Regions from separate parts of the Sus scrofa genome. Here regions 1, 2 and 4 are each linked to region 3. The links are chromatin contacts, called in public Hi-C and HiChIP or PLAC-seq maps. All regions are on one chromosome and are shown on one strand. Each heading gives the region's core, a stretch centred on a gene start, on an enhancer-like site or on the middle of the called end of the contact. The rest is flanking DNA. Distances are from core to core; before and after follow the strand shown. Region 1 overlaps EBF1 (transcription factor COE1). Region 2 overlaps EBF1 (transcription factor COE1). Region 3 holds the start of EBF1 (transcription factor COE1). Region 4 overlaps EBF1 (transcription factor COE1).

The links. Hi-C and Micro-C count contacts between places; a contact is called where the count stands out from the background. HiChIP or PLAC-seq counts read pairs in DNA pulled down with a chosen protein or histone mark.
Region 1: a Hi-C map of adipose tissue shows a contact between it and region 3, with 7 times the contacts expected there. The contact joins the enhancer-like site here to the promoter of EBF1 in region 3. A contact is called at or near these places in 2 of 5 promoter capture datasets (fetal liver and liver), 28 of 47 Hi-C or Micro-C datasets (adipose tissue, alveolar macrophages, blood and 16 more) and 2 of 2 datasets of contacts at active chromatin or transcription factors (alveolar macrophages and skeletal muscle).
Region 2: a Hi-C map of skeletal muscle shows a contact between it and region 3, with 2.7 times the contacts expected there. The contact joins the enhancer-like site here to the promoter of EBF1 in region 3. A contact is called at or near these places in 5 of 47 Hi-C or Micro-C datasets (embryonic fibroblasts, mesenteric adipose tissue, retroperitoneal adipose tissue and 2 more) and 1 of 2 datasets of contacts at active chromatin or transcription factors (skeletal muscle).
Region 4: an H3K27ac HiChIP or PLAC-seq map of skeletal muscle shows a contact between it and region 3, with 8 times the contacts expected there. The contact joins the enhancer-like site here to the promoter of EBF1 in region 3. A contact is called at or near these places in 8 of 47 Hi-C or Micro-C datasets (epiblast stem cells, heart right ventricle, mesenteric adipose tissue and 5 more) and 1 of 2 datasets of contacts at active chromatin or transcription factors (skeletal muscle).

The regions. Positions count from the first base shown.
Region 1 is chr16:64,752,032-64,754,731 of Sscrofa11.1, forward strand. It overlaps EBF1 (transcription factor COE1), which reads left to right. Exons shown (of 17, transcript XM_005672579.3): 17 at 1-1,157. All of the region lies in intron 4 of LOC106506547 (a long non-coding RNA gene), which reads right to left. Among named protein-coding and RNA genes, the nearest start is that of EBF1, 400 kb to the left of the region's middle. Within about 2 kb of position 1,385, at least 6 of the 83 cell types and tissues checked have an H3K27ac peak or open chromatin away from gene starts, as enhancers often do. A contact at or near this core is called in adipose tissue and subcutaneous adipose tissue, where this site is marked.
Region 2 is chr16:64,694,231-64,696,930 of Sscrofa11.1, forward strand. The region is part of intron 11 of EBF1 (transcription factor COE1); the gene reads left to right. Among named protein-coding and RNA genes, the nearest start is that of EBF1, 340 kb to the left of the region's middle. Within about 2 kb of position 1,326, at least 16 of the 83 cell types and tissues checked have an H3K27ac peak or open chromatin away from gene starts, as enhancers often do. A contact at or near this core is called in embryonic fibroblasts, mesenteric adipose tissue, retroperitoneal adipose tissue and 2 more, where this site is marked.
Region 3 is chr16:64,356,665-64,359,364 of Sscrofa11.1, forward strand. EBF1 (transcription factor COE1) reads left to right here and starts at 1,347. Exons shown (of 17, transcript XM_005672579.3): 1 at 1,347-1,454; 2 at 2,426-2,544. The coding sequence starts at 1,362.
Region 4 is chr16:64,642,459-64,645,158 of Sscrofa11.1, forward strand. The region is part of intron 9 of EBF1 (transcription factor COE1); the gene reads left to right. Among named protein-coding and RNA genes, the nearest start is that of EBF1, 290 kb to the left of the region's middle. Within about 2 kb of position 1,448, at least 15 of the 83 cell types and tissues checked have an H3K27ac peak or open chromatin away from gene starts, as enhancers often do. A contact at or near this core is called in retroperitoneal adipose tissue, skeletal muscle and subcutaneous adipose tissue, where this site is marked.

The DNA of each region.
Region 1 (2,700 bases), core at 135-2,634, 400 kb after region 3:
AGGAGAAACTTCATAGAAATCAGTGAACATACTTTCTTTCCTAAGTCTGCTTGTATATTTCCTCTGTCTTTCACATAAATATAAACCAGCAGATTGGATGCCTTAACAATGCAAATCATATTCATTTCACTTGTACATTGTAACTGTGCACCAGAACTGTCAGTCATCACTCACATTCTAAGAAAAAAGAAAAAAAAAAAAAAGAAAAAAAAAGAAATCGAAAAGCACAAAAGAACTGTTTTGTTACCTTAAGACAATGTAACTTTTCTAGTAGAGCAAGAAATTTACAACAATGCTGCAACTGTGCATGCCCCCCTATGGATTTTGCAATGGTTTTCACTAGACTGTCAGAGTGGATTTTTATGGGTTGGGGCGGGTGGGGGGAGGGGTTTGCGGGAGGGAAGGGAGGGGAGGAAAGCTGATTTTTCTTGGTGAGAAATAATAATAATGATGAATAATAATAAAACTGGAAAATGTAAGCAAGGTGGACGCATTGCTTCTCGGTACTCAGAAAGGTTGTCTGAATTCGTGTGGTAAGCGCTGGCCTGAAGATGTGTACAATTTAAAGCCATATTTTGTCTGGTGAGCCCCTTAACTGTTTGTGAAGGACCGGTCAGCCGGTGAGGTATCCGGCTCAGACCCTGACAACAGACGCCACCCATAGTCAGCCATGCGTAGTGGTTAGAACTTATCTTGAAAGTCCAAAGAGCCTTTAAAATGTGTATCATTTGTGTTTTGTTGCCTCTATTTATATTGATTAGATGAAAAGACGTTCTGACCCTCGGACCCTCTTTCTTCTACACAAAACTTTTACAAGTAAATATGTTCCCCTAAATACAGAATATGGCTTTAAGACGAAAATAGAGAATTCAACTAAGATTTTGGTTTTGGGGGAAAAATACAGCTTCTGGATGACTGGATTGCATAACATGCCCTGGCCTCACATTGTACAAGGATGCAGCTTAACAAAGTCATCTCTAAGTCTAACCTTTCACCTTCTTATCAAACTTTTGGAATAGACACACACTGTACAGTTCAATTGTTAGAGAACCTAACTACTGTAGAGATTGTTATAATTTTTTTTTTTTGCAAAAATTCAAGCTGTAAAAACTTTTCAACTTTCACAATATTTAATTAAAGTTACTTCCTGTCTGTGATGGCAGCTCCTAGTTGTGTATTCATTTCTCTATTTCGGATGAGCCCCTGTCCCACATAATGTAAAAAGTCTGTGTTTACAATTACTCAGACCACTGGTGACACCCAGAGAAAGGCAGGGAGAGTAATCCTGGGACACCCACTTTCCCTCTTAGTGGATCCTTGGGGATTTGCTCATCTGGGATGCAAATCGAACACACACAGCATTTTGCTGCCCTCTGCTGGCAGCAGGTAGGCACGCAGTGCCCATAATGGCCCAAGGAGAAGCCAAGAGCTCCAAAGGATCTCCCTAGGCAAGCAATTAGATCCTCCTGAAATGACCCAATTGTGAATCCAGGACCTGGCCACTCTGGAAAGCCATCCTCCGTGCTGCAAGTCTGAATCAAGCTCTTCGCATACAGCTGCTAATTAATCCCACTGAGCCTTCTGGTCAATTAATTACAGGCCCTGGCTCATTGATGAGGCGGCCTGTGTGAACACAGACCCTTCTATGATCTATAGTTTTAAATCACATGTGGATAAGACACTTTTCCTCTTGGATAAAACCAAATTTATCCAGAGTCAAACATTCCACAAACACCCAAGAGGTACATACTCCTGTACAATACTCCATGTTCAATGCTTTCCCTACTTTTGTAGTTACTGAACATGATAAGGTTAATGATGCTTGTAGCTTGGAACAATGCCTTGCAAATTCAGAAAAGAGGCCGTAGATCAACAGAAACTTGACAGCCAGAGCTGATAGGCTGTTCTACAACCATCATCGTGATCATTTGCGTTGGGCATTTTGCTCAGGTCTAGAGCCTAATCTGAGGTAATGAAAGATTGTGATAATACGTAGAGAAGCTACCATCCTTTTCTTATAAAGAAATCTATGTTGATTCATTCGGTCATTCAATATATATTTTTGGAATTCTGTATGAAATACAGAAGATTAAAAAAATGCACAAGAAGCCTCTGCCCTCAGGAAACTCTCAATCTCAGACAAGCTAAATCTATATTCAAAGTTAGTCTAGAATGTTTAGTATGAGACGGTCATGTCATAGTACTTCACAGAATCAAATAGTCAGCCACACCCCTGCTGGTTTCTACTTTCCTTAAGGCCTAGTTCCTGGAAACATTCATTCATTCACGTAAACCTTGAGGGTTTTACTGTGTATCCAGCACCAGGTGAGGCATAGTGGATTCTACAGCAAGCACAGCGACACTGGTCCTGCCCTTGTGAAACTTACAGATGAGTGATGCAAGCAGGCATTAAGTAACCACACAAGTACAAACCAACAAACCAATAACGGCAATGAAGAAAAAACCTAGGATGCTCTGAAAGTATATTACAGTGAGACCTGATTTAACCTGAAGGGTGGGGAAGGTGTCCAGACAAAGTGATGCCTAAGCTGAGATGTGAAGGATGAGGTGGGTGGGTACCTTAAGCAGAGGGAATGAGGGCGGGCGTGAAGATCTGAGCTTTGGCAGTGGATGTGGTGCATCAAGAACAGAAAGGCTGAGTGTGTAGGTGGGAAGGTGGCACGGTGGAGCTTGGGAATT
Region 2 (2,700 bases), core at 76-2,575, 340 kb after region 3:
TTAGCGTCTTACAAATGGGCAGTCTTTATATGTAAAAATTACCTAAGAAACTGCAGGAGAAACTCTGCCTCCCCCATCTCTATTTTTAGCTCTTAGAATATGTTCTACAGTCTTCCAGAATGTATATACAAATGCTTTCCCAAGCCCGTCACTTACATTGTTCCTCTCTGTCCTGTGATTCCACGCCACTCCACCTCCCTCCATGAGGGGTGTTTTTATTTTATGAACATTTGCTGGCATTCAATTTTGAGTAAGAATGCTTGCCTCCACGGAAGGGAGCAGAGTTTCTTCTCTTCATGTAGTGTCATACAGATATTTTTTTCTTAGAGAGAAATAAGAACCAAAATAGTTGTGGATCCTTGTTGGGTAAAAAGAATGGTGTTTTTGATCTGATGTCAGAGGTGTGGAAACAAGGCTAAAGTGAGAAGAGAGGTAGAGGTGAGGGGTATTTACAGATAGTGGCTTGGAGGAATGAATGAATGAACGCCTCAGCCTTGGTAGGAGGAAGCCTCCTCATTTGCTTCTCTTTCAAGATGCTCTTCTGTGGACCCCACCTCTGGCTAGATCACTGCATTTTTTGAGCATTGTGCTATGAGGTCCTCCCATTTTCCTGCATCATCATTTTGATCAGACTGTATCGTCAGTCCAGCGCTTGGGATTGAGATACACATGAGGTCTGTGCCCAGAGAAAAGTCTTTGCCTGAGGGTTATGCAACTTGATGTCAGCAGGTGGGGGATGGCCTCTTTACCAACACGTAGATTTATTGACTTTGGGATGCGAAAATCCAGTCTTTATATTTCAAGAGAATAAATCATCTCCTGTGAATTGTGATACTGTCAGAGGACATTCTGGATGGTAAACTTCTGCTGGAGCTCTGTGCAGTAATATGTAAAATATGCAGTTGACCAGAAGGTTGCAGTTTTGACTAATAGGATTATTAGTCAATGAGTAATACTTTAGGTTTGCCAAGTCCCAGTTTATAGCTGGAGCTTCATAAGTCAGAACTTGGTGTTCTAACAATCAGAGGCACTCTATACTTGGAACTTTAAGCCCAGATAGAAAAATTTTAGCAAATACCACATTTTGGCTAAAAGAGAAAAACTGGGTGTACAACATCATACCAAGTATTCATGTTAAAGTTTGATCTACTTGGTTCATAGGACACAGATGAAGCACAGGTGATCTTTGTGGTTGTCGCAGTATGAAAATAAACATTTTTTGGAAGTGGACATTTGAAGAAGTCATGTGGTACCATTACATAACATGGGCTCTGGAGAATTGGATCCATGGAGACTGACAACTGTGATGAAATAGTTTATTATATGCCTATTTTGCCTAACCCTTAGACATAGTTTCTGCTGTTGATAAGACAAAAGCAGTGGTCAGTTTAAGAAATAAATATATTCAACCCAACATTTGGCACAAAGGAGAAAAAAAAAAAAAAAAAACAGGTGGTTGATGGATTCCATTGTTTGTTTTCCAGCGGGAGGTTTTAGTATGGTAGATACACATCATGGGTTTCCTGTCTTTTAACGCGCTGGTTGTTGTCTACGTAGAATAGAGAAAGCATGTTGTTCTGATGCTAAGATTATAGCCCTAACCCAGCAGATGGCTATAATTTCTTTCCACTAAAAATCTCTTTCCTGTCTTTTGTTCTGTTTCTAGGTGTGCATTTCAGTGGTTTCGATATTAATTGTTTTTCATAGTTCTGTAGTTGGTGGCACTTTGAGAGAAAGATGGGATGTACACAGCCTTTTCTTATTAAAAGATTTCCTGTTATACAATGCGTTAAGGTTGCCGGCTTCTACCCTGCTTCCTTTCATTCTTTCTTTCTTTCCTTTTAAACTTTAGCTTGTTTCACCAGAGGGAGAAAGACTAGCTCAATTGTGTTATCCTGTTAGATTGCTAAAACCATGTTTAGATAAAAAATTACTCTATGCTTTTCTTACTACAGTTCATGATTTCCATTTTGTAAGGCATCTTTTCTAAATTTTGTGCTTTATTATTCTTGCGGTGTTGGACGAGCAAAAACAAACTCTAGTTCATAATTCACTTTAAAGAACATACCCTTTCTTTTCTATTTTCTTGTTAAAACCAAATTGTGTGCAATTTGTAGAAAATTGAAACCACATTTTTCACTTAACTTTCCAAAATTAAAATTTATGGGGAAAAAGAAGCAATAAAACAGTTACAATCTGGTCATCTATAATTATCTATGTGGTTTGAGCAGTTCCACATTTGAAAAAAGTGACACTGAGAACTTATCAAGATTTTACAACCATGGGATCTTTCACTTCTCTTTTGTTGCCTTGGAGCCAAGACCTCCACAAAATGCTAAAAGTTATACCATGAATTTAGAAATGAGATGCGTGAAGAGGGTAACTTTGAAATGATACACAACAATGGATAGCATCTAAAAATAGTTCTTTTCCTCTCTCACTCAATAATGAAATTTGTTACAGTAAAAGTTACCGTTGTATACTGTTATTTCAAGTGCTGTCTCTGATTTCAGTTGCTTTGGCATTCTCTTGTCATGCACTACCTGGCAGGAAAAAAAACCATAGAACTAGGGAGACATGCTATTTCCATTTATTGCTGCTCCATTGCTGTCTTGGTACCTCCACTTCTGCTGCTCCCTCCAGCCTCTGGTTTCCCCCAGGGAAAGGATCCTTGAAGACACCCTGTGCTGAGCAACATTT
Region 3 (2,700 bases), core at 97-2,596:
GGAAGTAGCTCCCACTTTCCTGCTCTGCCAAGAGCACAAAGCATAACTTCTGCCTGTCTCCATTCCATTCAACATGGGCATGTGTACTTTTCCATCACTGACCCCATGAGTTTCCTAAATCAAAGGGCCAAGGAAAGCCGGCAGAAAGGGGACCTGGATTTCTGGCAGAGAATTTCCCCGAAGGAGTCCTTAGCAGATTTGGCTGCAGTCAGGGAGTTCCTTTGAGGGCAATGAAACAGAAGTTCGGCCTGTGCTTATTAGAGGTTACAACCCGCTAAAAAATGATGGCCGCATTACCCAGAAACATCTAGCTATTTCCTTTGCCAGCCACAAGCATATATGCTGAAAGGTCTGAAGTAGGAGACCATTTCTTCTTCCCTTCCTCCCTCCGATGATCGTTCCCTCCTTCCTCCGTCTCTCTCTTCCTTGACAGGTGGCAGGTGACAGAAGTTGGGCAAAGGTTTGTCCAAGCCCCTCATTTTAACAGAAAGAATGAGGAGGAGAGAAACCCTACACCAAATAACTAATCAGAGACATTGTTGTTGCTTTGTTCGTTACTCTAAAGAAAAACTATTGTGGAGGGGATAAGGGGGTGGGGGTTGAATTCGAGTAAAATTTAAAATGCATCATGGCACAGCTCCAGGGAGAGCATCCGTTCCGCCGTTTACACTTTACATGAAGTGCTCCGGAGAAGTGAGCATGTGAGGACAGTGCCTAACGCCGGCGCCCTCCAGGCTAATCGCCGCCCTTCAGGCTAAATGCTGCCGAGCGAGAAGCATTTCGGAGGCTTGACTATGGGTAGAGCACTGGTCCCCACTCCCTGCGGATCCATAGCGCCTCGCTTGCCTGGGCCCAGGGTCCACTCCTCCCTGCCAGCGTGGAGGCAGTGTGCCCTCCGCAGACTCCCAATACCGATCTCGCGCACCCATTTTCCAACCCACCACCCCCTCCTCAAAGCGAAGAGGTGGGCACCTGGGATGCACGTCCTGCTTTTTCTGCCCGGGCTCTCCTGTCTCCTCCACATTTGCCCCCGACGTCCCAGAACAGCGGAGCAGAACTCGGCATCCGCCCAGCGAGGGCGCAGCCTGTGCGCCTCTAGCGCTTTCAGGGCGCGGCGAGGATGTTAAACCGACCGCAAAGGCCAGGATGCAGACCCCAACTCAAATCCTGCTCCCCTTCTTTCTGTCTCCCTTCTGCCCGAGTCTGCCCAGCTCAGCCCCGCTCCTCCCCAGCTCGGATGTCGGTGCTCGGAGATTCTTCGTTTGCCACTTTGCGAGGAACTTTGGCCGGCTCCCCTGCGCCACCCGAGGAGGGATGTTAGTGAGCTAGCAAGGCCCTACGCTGAGAGCTGGAAGGCACCTATGCTGCGATTGGCTGCGGCGAGGCGGAAGGATGACGTTATGCAAATGAGGGGGCGGCCCCTTGAGGCGCCGGCCCCGCCTCCTCCCTTTGGGGTTAGTGTGCCTGTGTTTAGCTCTGGGGAGAGTCAAACTGGATTCCATAGGGAAAGCCTGCAAATCACTTCTATTTTAGCAAGAAGAAAACAGAATCTCCATTCAGCAGGGTCCACTTCTCTCTCTTTCTCCCTCTCCTCTCCTCTCCTTTCCTCTCCTCTCCTCTCTTTCTGTCTTTCCCTACCCCCCTCCCCCTCCCCCCCATCCCACTCTCCCTCTCTGGTGTATCTGTCTACAGCAACCAGCGTCCTCCTCATCTACACGCACTGAAAGGAAAGAAATATCTTTGGTTGGGAGAGAAGGAGGAAAAAAAAAGAGAGGAAAAACTTGCCTGGTTGTGGAAAATGACACTTGAAGTAGCAAAGCCGGCAGCGCGAGTTGAGTCTATTGTTTCTTAAATTGCCACCAGGGCTTTTTTTTTTTTTTTTTTTTTTTTTTTTTTTTTTTTTTTCTTCCTGCTTCTTCAAGTGAACGGTACCTCTTCAAAAGGAAACTCCAGCCCCTCCTGTCCTCCACCGGCTTGTGATCATTACAAAAAAAAAAAAAAAAAAAAAAAAAAAAAAAAAAAAAAAAAAAAAAAAAAAAAAAAAAAAAAGCAAAAAAAAAAAAGCAGAAAAAAAAAGCACCCAAACCAAAAATTAACCAACCAAACAACCCCCAACAGCCAAGCATACATCTCTATTTTTTTTTATTTTGGTCTTTTTGTTGGATTTTCCCTTCTTTTTTTTCTCCGTTTTTTTTTTTTTTCGCGTTATCGCTCAGTTTTGAGCGAAGGTTTACATTTTTTAAAAATTTGCTTTCCAGCCCGCCTTGATCTTCTAGCGCGAGTTCATCGACTCAAAAAAAAAAAAAAAAAAATCTCTGGCTGGCGTTTTTCTTTCCTTTTTTTTTTTTTTTTTTTTTTTTTTTTTAATTTTCAAGGGGGAGGAGATTTTCCACAAGAAAAGGTTGTTTTCATGTTTGGGATTCAGGAAAGCATCCAACGGAGTGGAAGCAGCATGAAGGAAGAGCCGCTGGGCAGCGGCATGAACGCGGTGCGGACGTGGATGCAGGGCGCCGGGGTGCTGGACGCCAACACGGCGGCGCAGAGGTGGGTACCGCACGGGGACCGCGGCCGGGGAGGCGAGCTGCGAGCAGTAGAGCTGGGAGGCGGTAGCGGCCGTGGCCACGACGGGCCCGGCCGCGCTACTGCGTCTGCCGCTCGGCTCTGTTCGCCTCTGGGGCTCGGTGCTCCCCGGCCGCTCTG
Region 4 (2,700 bases), core at 198-2,697, 290 kb after region 3:
TTTTTGCATATTATGAAACAATGCTGTGTTGCGTGTCATTAAATCAAAAAGCCTTCAGTAAGTCTTTAAAGTGCAATTTAGAAGTTACAGGTACATCAAAATGTCAAGATTTTTCACTGCTAAATTGTTAAATAACTCTGTGCAGTAAACCTGCACAGAGTTCTGGCTCTCAGATAGACAAACTCAGAAATCCAAAAGTGCTTGTCCTGGAATGGTTGGGTTACCAGGTTGTCACACCAGAATTTCTGTCCTTCCCTTGTTCAGATCTGTGTCCCATGAGTGTAGAGGAATTTTGCTCGTTCAGAATAGAATAAGAAATCTGAAGAATAAACAGGAGGTAGATAGCATTTGAGCTGGATCTGACTTTAGCAAAAGGCATTGTTTGGAACTGAGCCGTGGTGCTGTTTATAGACACCTAGATAGCCCTGCTAGGTGAACTCTGCCTTAACATAGATGGATACTGGATCTATGTTTCCTTCTCTCAACTATGAATTTTCCTTTTCTTGTTTTCTCTGAGAGCCATGAATGTTGTCAAAGCAAAGGGCTTTCTTGCCAAATGAAATCACTTTGGAATAAAGGATGCAAAACCCTTGAAAATTTTGATTTTCTCGTTTAATATTTAAGAGGTTTAATTGCATCTGGGGTTGAGAAATACCTAAATCATGGGTTACATTACTCGTCAAGGTGACAAACACACCATCACACACAAACACACATACAGGGGGAGAGAGAGAGAGAGAGAAAGGCTGCTTTGCATCCATAGCACATGTTGTTTTGTTTTTTTCTCCCCCCATGTAATATCTAGACGTGCTAGTGGATGGGGCCGTAAATGCAGACAAGTAACCAAACCAAGCTAAATAAAACCCTTATAAACAATCAAATGCTTAACTTCATGGAGCAATTACTAGAGAAAATAAAGGAAGGCAGAAATAAATCTGGTAACTAAAGTTAAAAGTAAGAGCATAACCATCACAAAGACTGCTTCCTTGTGAGTGAGGAAACAGTCAAATAGGTGTATTCATCTGTTTATTAGCCGATTAGGAGTCTGTGGTGAGGTTAGCATTCTGAAAGTGAAGTTTGTATCCTATGGTCTAGGGTTCAGGTCAGACATAACTGCTACTGGTTTCTAAGGCTTCCAGTTGCCGGGTGGGTGGGTGAGCTCAGAGTAGATCTACCTCCTGTGCGTGGTGAAAATATACAGGGCTAGGCTTCCTGTAGGGTCACACCCTCCGTTTGCCCCCTTTCCTGGCCAGTAGCTACCAGTTGTTAGGATCAAAGAATGCAGGTGTTGCTGCTGAGAGCAGTCAGGAAAGTCATCATTTCACTTAGAAAAAAAAAAAAACCCACAGCAAAAACAATAGTTCCGATTAAACAGGAAGGGCACATTCTGTGCGCTGAGTCCAAGTGGGGGTGCTTTGTGTCCCTATTAGTCTGTGAAACAGGCTTGCTCCCAAGCACGGCCTCACCAAATCAAGTAGATAACAAGGGTGAAAGGCCTGAGATTTTATGAGGTCACAAGTGTCCCAAAGAAATGAGCTGAGCTCATGGGTTTCTCAACATTTTCTGCCAAGTCTCCAGAATTTGGGACAATAACATTAAAGTTAATTCCTCATTTTTGAAAAGATTGCTATTAATATTCATTCCAGGCAAATGAGAACTCCCCCCCCCCCCCCCCCCCGCCAAACATTCTACTTTGTAAATACTGAGGCCAAATCCACCTCTTCAGTAAACTTAGCTATGTTAGCAAGTTGCTGAATTGGCAGTTCCTATGAAAGTTTTGCAATATACTACATGACCTGAAATAGTGAGACTATGGTGTATTCTAGTAGATAAATAAACTCTGGTTAATGGGGAACTGATGCTGACAATAATTATTATAGTAGCAACTAGCATCCTATGTGCCTGGCCCATAGTGAAACAGCAAAACCCAAGTAGGCACTTTGTGAAATTTGTCTGGGGTCTATGAAGTGGGTACCTATATGGGCACTACTGCTTAGAGAGAGTAAATGACTGCTTCAGGGTTGCCCTGTGTGGCAGATGTGGAATTTGACAGCTGGAGCTCTTGCCCGTTTTCAGATGTGCTCATACTCTGATTGTGAAAGTCAGCTTCACACAACTGCATCTTTCTGTCTTTACTCAGAAGCCAGTAAGGGCCGGTGTCGGCATCTTCTCCTCCCCTGTAAGCATTAGTACCTGCTCTGTAGAAATGCTCACGCATAGAGAGTTCTGGTTAATAGAATTCTGGAAAAGGAGGGTTTCCACTTTTTTTTTTTTCATGTACCATGCATAACAGAAATGGAAAATTACCCTGTATACACTTAAGTGGAATGTCAAGATTTAGAATGGGATTTGAACATTTCTAAATCTGTGCCTTTGACCAACAGATTGAGTGTTGCTTCCCCATGGTATTTAAATACAGGAATGGAGAAAAGAGCCAAACAGCACATGACTAAGGAGGTTTCCATAATGGGACATCAGCTGTCACAAAGGCCTCATTTGGGGGATAAGAGATGATAAATGCTACACCTGGGTCATCTGGACAGCTACCCCCAACAAGTGTGGTATTGATCACAGCACAAAGAGATTGCAGAGGCAGAAGTAAGAGCAGCCCCAGGACCCTGCTGATAGCTGCACACACCACTAATTCACCTCAATGGGCAGGCACCTCTGAGCTCAATTAACCCTTATTCCCAAGGCCAC